Linked DNA regions of Gasterosteus aculeatus: region 1 is linked to region 2. The links are chromatin contacts, called in public Hi-C maps. All regions are on one chromosome and are shown on one strand. The core of a region is the stretch at or near the end of the contact, and the rest is flanking DNA. Distances in the headings are between cores, read along the strand shown.

Region 1 (3,658 bases), core at 354-2,853, 41 kb before region 2:
ATTAAAACACACGATGAAACAAAATCTTAAATTACACTCCAGCTGCTTAAAATACATTAATAACATGGACACATATGATGTCATTAAGTATACACACATTATACGCATTACTTATTAAGTTGATTCTATTTGATTTTTTCACTCGAATTGAATAATAGTTTAACAATACATTCCACATAATCTGTCTTCATTGAAGCTCATTTGCTGCACGTCTGTAAAGGCAAGAAAATCCAATGAGTGCATAAACATGTAGTAGGTGCATACACTAATCAACACAAGAGGACGGGTCTTCAGACAGAGAAAATCAGCTTAACTTGGAACGCATAATGATCCTATGACGTCAGTCAGCCGCCTTTTGCATTCTCAATGTGTCGAGCCAGCGTCGTCAGATGTGACACCCTCCCTGGTTGAGTCCGTTCAGCAGCCTGAATGAAAGCACTGTGCATCTGGAGAACCTCTGGATTGTCTCCAGAGCTCTGCATGCTGATGTCACCCTCTTTGTGCGTAATGCCGTCCCCACCCTGTCGGCAGATACGATTCCCCTCCAGAGCATGTAGAGATCTTCGGGCAGCATAAACGTTTCACAGAATTGTTGTTGTACAATTTGTAAATCCGCAAGTTTTTCTAGAGTTTAGTAGAGATCCTGGAAGATGTGTCACTTTCTTTTTTACAATGGAAATTTGGACGAAAACAACTGTAGTTTTAATGTCATAACAGAAAAGGCGCATTACTCTTACTCTATATATTTAAAAGTCATAAATCCTCAGATGGAATCTGGACAGAAGGCCTGTCTGTATCTGCTCGAGGCTTTGTCCTGTGGATATTGGCTGAGGAGACAAGAGTAGGAGACAGGAAAGGTTAAACTAATCACAGATGTCCTCAGCGTAGAATTAAATTCTTGGAAAATAGATTAAATAAATAAAACATGTTTCTTCATGTGTCACTGAACGCGTCTCACGTCTCAACAAAATGAAATTCCCCGGGATTATTAATGCAGCCACGCTCACACTAACAGCGTTGCAGTTATTCAATTCAATACAACTTGATCTAGTCAGCTCGCCACAATCCAGACAAGAACATACACACAATAGAAAAGAAAACAAGGGGGAGATATCTGTATCCGCAGGACTAAAGCCCGTATCAGTTGCTTTCCGTGCTTTGCCCCAGGATACAAATGTTAACTGTGCTGTTTTTAAGACACATGAAGCTAAACTCCAGTAGCCTGCAGACAAACTCCAGCAGCCTCGTAGTTACTCAGTGCAAACGCAGGTGTGCCAGTTCCAGGATCTTGGTAATGTACAGTGAGCCACTGGCACAATTAATCATTATTAGTTACACCTGTGCTTTTCCCGCCTGAGCAAAGTCCAACTTTCTGCCATGAAAACATGAATGGAGGGATGAAGAGTCCAGTTTTTCAACCTTCACAACACAACAACAATGTCCACAGGACACATTGTTGTTGTGTTAATAGATTAGTCCACCCGGTGGCCCCATAGTCAAGGGTAGCTCAATCATTGGGGGGGCACGAGTAAAATAATTAATCAACTCATCACCCCTGTTATCAACTCTATATTCCCTCAATTTAATTGTCTCTCACGAAGGACTCAAAGTGCCACAATGCAACACCGAAAACATATCATCTATTTAGCTCCGGCTTTGGGAGCGACGCCCCAAGAAGAAGAGGAAGAAGAGGAAGAAGAAGAGGGAGGCTTTCCCCTGAAAGAACTCATTGTGGAGAGGGATGGGAGTGCGTGTTTAAAAGAGCCCCCCTCCTTTCGGGGATTACCGAAGCCAACTCACTAACATCCGCGGTGCGTGTGTGCGCGTGCGTGTGGAGGGGGGGGGGGGTGCAATAAGCGTGAATCATGGCCGTCGTCACTACTACCGGCCGGGAGCGGAGCCTGAATTGTGCAAGATACGGATAAGAGCGGAGAGAGGTCCAGTTCTCCCCGGTCTCCTCCCCGCGTGGAAATGCCCCAGAAGAGGCTCGTGCGCCGCCGCCGCCGCCTCCTCCTCACGCTTCACATGTGCTCCTGCTGAAGAAGTCACTCGCCACACAAACCTGGCAAAGGGCAGTTTGCAAGCGAGAAAGAACCAGAGGGACTATTTTTTTTAAAACTTTAAACTTTTTCTTTTGTCGTGCGGAAATTGTTCTCAGCCGGGAGGGAGAGAGAGAGAGAGAGAGGGCGAGCGAGGGAGGTAGAAGGAGATAACTAGACACGGAGAGGAGGAGAAAAGTTGGTGCTTGTTGGTGAACGAGGACAACATGGGGAACGCGGGGAGCATGGACCAGCACGCTGACTTCAGAGGACACAACATGCCTCTGAAGCTCCCCATGCCCGAGCCCGGCGAGCTGGAGGAAAGATTCGCAACCGTTTTGGTAAGAGGAGAAAAGAAAAAAGAAACGCCAAAATGTTCCCATCTGTCTTCTCTTTGTTCCCCCTCCACGCTTCGACGTTCCGGGACGGGACAGCTGTGCGCGCGCGCGCGCGTGTGTGAGTGGGACCTGTGTTTGTCCAGCACGTCTGTCCTTTGTTGTTAAGGGGCAAAGGGGTACAAGAGATACGCGTCTGTTACGTGAACTGCTCGAATACAAAAAGTGGGGGTTGCAAGTGACGTCTTTTTAACTCTTATCAAAGTTGCAGCTGGAACATCTGCACTAAAATGTCTCCCTGACTCATCAAAGTTCTGAGCCACCAACTTTTTGCCACATGCATCAAACCTCCATTTAGGGCCCCCCCCCAGACGAAAAACACCCACACAAGATAACCTAATCATTTAGTGCCCCTTCATCTTCTCATTCAGCAGCTTATGTCCATCCAGCAGACACCTGCAGTCAAATTATGGTTTTTATGCCCCCCAACGCCGCCCGCTGCTGAAGCTCTCAAGTACCCAGCATGCGAGCTCCCTCTTCCAACATCTGTCACATCATTAAAGCGTCTGTCAGCAATTATGTTACCTGGGAGTTGCACATTCCTGGTGTTTGCTGAAGGACCCTCCAGGCGGTGAAACGCCTCGGGGGTCAGTCAGCAGGAGGAGGAAAAGGTGTTTGTGTTGACGGGTCGGCTAAAGCTTCCCTCGGCAATCTGTTGACCGCGTTCTCCGGTGCGCCAAAGCGTTGTTACCGGGGCGATTATCGTGGCCGACGAGGAGAACTTCCTCAGTCAGTGAGTCGAGGCCTAAATGGAAGCACAGCCATGGCGAAATTTGAGCTCTGGGAAGAACGGGGGGGAAAAAATGTGGGTCAAACGGGATCGTCGCCCGGCCTTCAGCTCCCTCAAACACTCTCTTGAAATGGTTCATGTTTATATCAGAGAGGTGGACGTTAAATCGGGGTCTGCTGGAGGCTGCAGACCTGAAGGTTGACACGTTGTGATGTCACAGATGGAACTGGGGGGCCTTCTTCTTAATCACCTCCGCTTTTAGAATCCCGCTACCTTCTTTGAGCGTTGAGGTGTTATAAACTGCAGCAAATGTCAGGGGCGAGGGGACTTGTTGTGCAAACCACTTGTTATGTTATTACCTGTCTTAACTCAAGGATTTCGTGGGCCGGCTGTAAGAAAAGCTGATGCTCACAGCCCGTCGGGATCCCCAGTCCCCCCCCCCCCCCCCCCCGCCGCCCCCCCCTTTGAGCCTCAGCTCTTGGCCGGGTGGAAGC
Region 2 (3,756 bases), core at 1,254-3,753:
AGAAGTATCTTACAAATAAAACAGTACGTTTTAAGCATGACGGACTACAAGCAGCACTAACTAACTAAATCCGTCACATCATGTGATCCCTTCCCTCCCCACAGCTTCTTGACTGTTTCCAGCTGCTTCTTACTTACTCCAAACCATGATAATGACTCCATTGAGATGCATTTAAAATGAGAGCTTCTTATATCATGTTAACAGCACAGCTTGTGCTAATAGTTTGATATGTTTATGTAACATCCTCAGCAAGCAGAAGAGGACAATGAGCACAAAAAGAGACAGGAGCAGATTTTGATGGAGAAACTCCTGGAACAGGAGGCCATGATGGAGGAGGACCAGAAGGTAAGTCACCTTCCTTTCAACTCTTTCTACCCCCCCCCCCACCACACCCCCTCCTCCTTTCTATTGCGGGTGGTAACAGGGGATCAGGAAGACCACTTCCTCCTCTTTCTGCTTCCTCCTCCCTTCCTCTAGATTGCTGAGCACAAGACTAATTGAGCACTGACTGCCTGCTGGGTGTAGTTATATCTGGTGCTCTAGTCTGAATCCCCCGCTGAGCCACATCACATCGACTCAAGATCAGCGGTTACACTTCTTAAATGGTTCACTTAACTCACACGTACACAAACCTGCAGAGTGAAGTAATGTGTATATTTTAGCTAAAGGAAATTGTGGTTGGGAGAAACCTTTGTAGATCATACTGGAAGCACGACTGAGAATATGACTTATTAATGCATGTTAAACGTGGTCTGCGTGTGTGTGTGTGTGTGTGTGTGTGTGTATTTGTGCCTCAGTCTCCGTCTCATAAAAACAAGCGGCAGCAGCAAGAGTTGATCCAGGAGCTCAGGAAGAAGCAGGTGAAAGACAGCCGCCACGTCTACGAAGGCAAAGACGGAGCGATAGAGGACATCATCACAGGTAACCCCACCCGGGCCCCGCCGAGGCCCCTCGCCACACACAGACAGGCAAACAATGCAGGGCGCTCTGCACGAAGGTCCTTTCTGATGCTACACAGTCATTAACAGAGGGAAGCTAAAACAACTAACACAATGACTTTGGCTTTATTACATTTTTATTCTGCTGTCAGATATTTGATAACTAAAGGCGTTTAACCTGATGATCACAAACATGCAGCTAACCCAATGACATTCAGCTCCAGATGGGTCTGATGATCATCGCTAGTCTTACCTGCTTTGTCGTTGCTTTTCTACGCCATCTGTAGGTAGACGGGGCCGGGTCGGGACTAGCTCATAGGAAAATCATTCAGTATAATGGAATAAATTCATCTTAAGTTGGATAAACCTGCCGTGGGCAGTTATGGAATTTAAGTCGTTTTCTGATGTTCTCTACTTAAGTGTAGTTGGACTTTATATGTTCAATCATTTGATGAGCCATGAACACATAGCATAGAAACAATGTTGGCTGGTTCAGCGCTCTCTGCAATCCACTGCAAAGTCTAGAACATTTACACCAGTAAGATATATTCATATTTTAATAAAATGATATCAGCTGATGTAAGTGTAATGTAAATACTTTTACATTTGTTTTACATGCAAACTGTGATACATTAATACAATTCATTGTCATAGATTTTGTTCTGTTTGGGTAAATTAAATGCTACTTACCAATTAACGTATTAGTATTAACATTTAGATATTACATGACACACTTCAAACATTGAGCTTTATTATTAAGTAACATTTTTAGATCAACAGCCACCATAAAAAAAGTCCCCCCCCCCGCCCGATGCTGTTGTGAGACATTTGCTTAGCGCTAAAACCCTGTAGAAGTCTGCTTTTTCTTAAACTGTCTTTGTCCTGTCTTGTCCTGGCTGTTGTCCTTGTTGTCCTCGATGCAGTGCTGAAGACAGTGCCCTTTACCGCCCGCACAGCCAAGCGCGGCTCTCGGTTCTTCTGCGAGTCGGCCCTCAATGAGGAGTACCATTACTAAGCTCATAGAACTGTCCCTCCTCGCTAAGGTTGCTGGAACAAAACATTCTCTCCTTTTACGTGTCTCTCTCTCCCCCCCCCCCGCATGAGTCTTCACACCTGTTTTAACCGTCACACTCTCAGACCCGTGTTTGTGTTCACAGTGCCGATCAAAAGGTTTTTACAAACACACCTGTGTGTATATGTGTGTGTGTGTGTTCTCTCTCCTGAGTACGACCATGTGGGTGTAACGGTTTTCTCTGCCCACCTGCATGAAGTGTGACCCCCCCCCCCCCACCTCATCTATTATCATCACGTTATCAGCCATGGCAAACCATAATGTCACAGAGGGGGCTGTCTGCGAGGTCACACTAGTATCTGCAGTGACAGCAGAGGGAAAGTGGAACGGAGTGTGTGTTCTCTCATCGAGGCCTCGAGTAGAAACGCTAAGCTGCCTGCTGCCATCTAGTGGTCACAGATTGAAGACAAATAATGAGTCGAATACTTCAGTTTATCACTGATTACATTCAGATTGAATGGTTATTTCATGCAATGTGTATGTAGAATATACATATATAAGCTTTAGTCATCATCATTATCATCATCATCATTATTGTGTTAGGGGCTGTGGCATTATCACTTGCTTTTATTTGTTTAATGTCTAATGAAAAAAACGAATGTTTGTGTGTTTGTTATCACATGTCATTACTGCTGCTGGAACAGCTTCTCGCATGCTGATTGCTTGCTTCCTTCCTTCCTAACGTTTTCCCAGAATGCATCCCTGCTCTCCCCGTTAGGCTGCAGACCGAAAGGTCAAAAGACTCTCTGTGGTGTGGGAGGCTCGCTAATATTCTGCATGACGTCTCCACCTGGACAATCTCTCTGATCGCAGCGGTGCTTCTTTGCAGTTGCATCCTCTGTGTGCGTGTGTGTGTGTGTGTGTGTGTGTGTGTGTGTGTGCTACTAACATGCAGCGAGGCCGTTTCGCCTGGTTCCCGCCCGTCCTTGGTGCTGGCTGCATGCATGCTTTGGTAGATTTTTGGTGACGACGCTGTTGTATGTATGTAAATGTAAACAATCCTGCCGTGTCCTGCAACCACGTTTGTTTATTTCTGTCCACGATCGCTCTGAGGTGTGAAACGGGCTCTTCTTCTGTCCTGCTGGTAGCCGCTCTCCAAAGCACAATGAGTTTAGAACGCAGAAAAAAAAGAGAAAGAAAACCGCCAGACGCTTTGATCCGCCTCCCTGCCAGATGAACTAGTTAACGTCCTCCGGCTCTGTCCCCTCTCAAAGCCTTTCCCCTCCTGCGGCCTTTTCCGCCCCTGCAGCCTGCCGCCACTTTGCTTTGCTCTCGCAGTGCCCTCTCAGCGCTCTCAGCAAAGCTGGTGTGAATATGTCGGCCTCCTCCTCTTCCATTTTTAACCTCCATTTTGTCTTCTCTTCGTCTAGCCCTAAAGAAGAATAATATTACTAAATTTCCCAATGTCCACTCGAGGGTAAGAAGTCCTCCAGTAGCACACCTGTAATGGTGGATGTGTCCCAAACCTGGCAAGCATCTCTTTATTATCTCTTCTGTTTTGACTGTAATTTCCTTCATCTCTCTCATTCTATCCCCTTCATAACAACACATTTGAATGTCTTGACAATACAAAATAGATAATTCACCCATTTTATTAGGATGGCGCATCTTGCTTTCACAAGATCCATCTAAGTTTTCCTACGTAGAAGTGAAAACCCTGTTGCCTGTTTCTGTGGTGAGACAGCTGACCTGCAGGGCCTTTTCTCTGGGTAGAACTCATGCTGCTTTGAGAGACGTGCTGCCAGC

What was found. A called contact is a pair of places that touch in the nucleus more often than the background predicts.
Region 1: a Hi-C map of liver shows a contact between it and region 2, with 2.3 times the contacts expected there. The contact joins the promoter of fmnl2a here to the enhancer-like site in region 2. A contact is called at or near these places in 5 of 6 Hi-C or Micro-C datasets (liver, skeletal muscle, tail fin and 1 more).

The regions. Positions count from the first base shown.
Region 1 is chr16:12,090,688-12,094,345 of fGasAcu3.hap1.1, reverse strand. fmnl2a (formin-like 2a) reads left to right here and starts at 1,603. Exons shown (of 28, transcript XR_013453086.1): 1 at 1,603-2,380.
Region 2 is chr16:12,050,713-12,054,468 of fGasAcu3.hap1.1, reverse strand. fmnl2a (formin-like 2a) reads left to right here. Exons shown (of 28, transcript XR_013453086.1): 24 at 250-345; 25 at 798-921; 26 at 1,862-1,981; 27 at 3,381-3,479. Among protein-coding and RNA genes, the nearest start is that of prpf40a, 17 kb to the right of the region's middle. Within about 2 kb of position 2,503, at least 2 of the 9 cell types and tissues checked have open chromatin away from gene starts, as enhancers often do.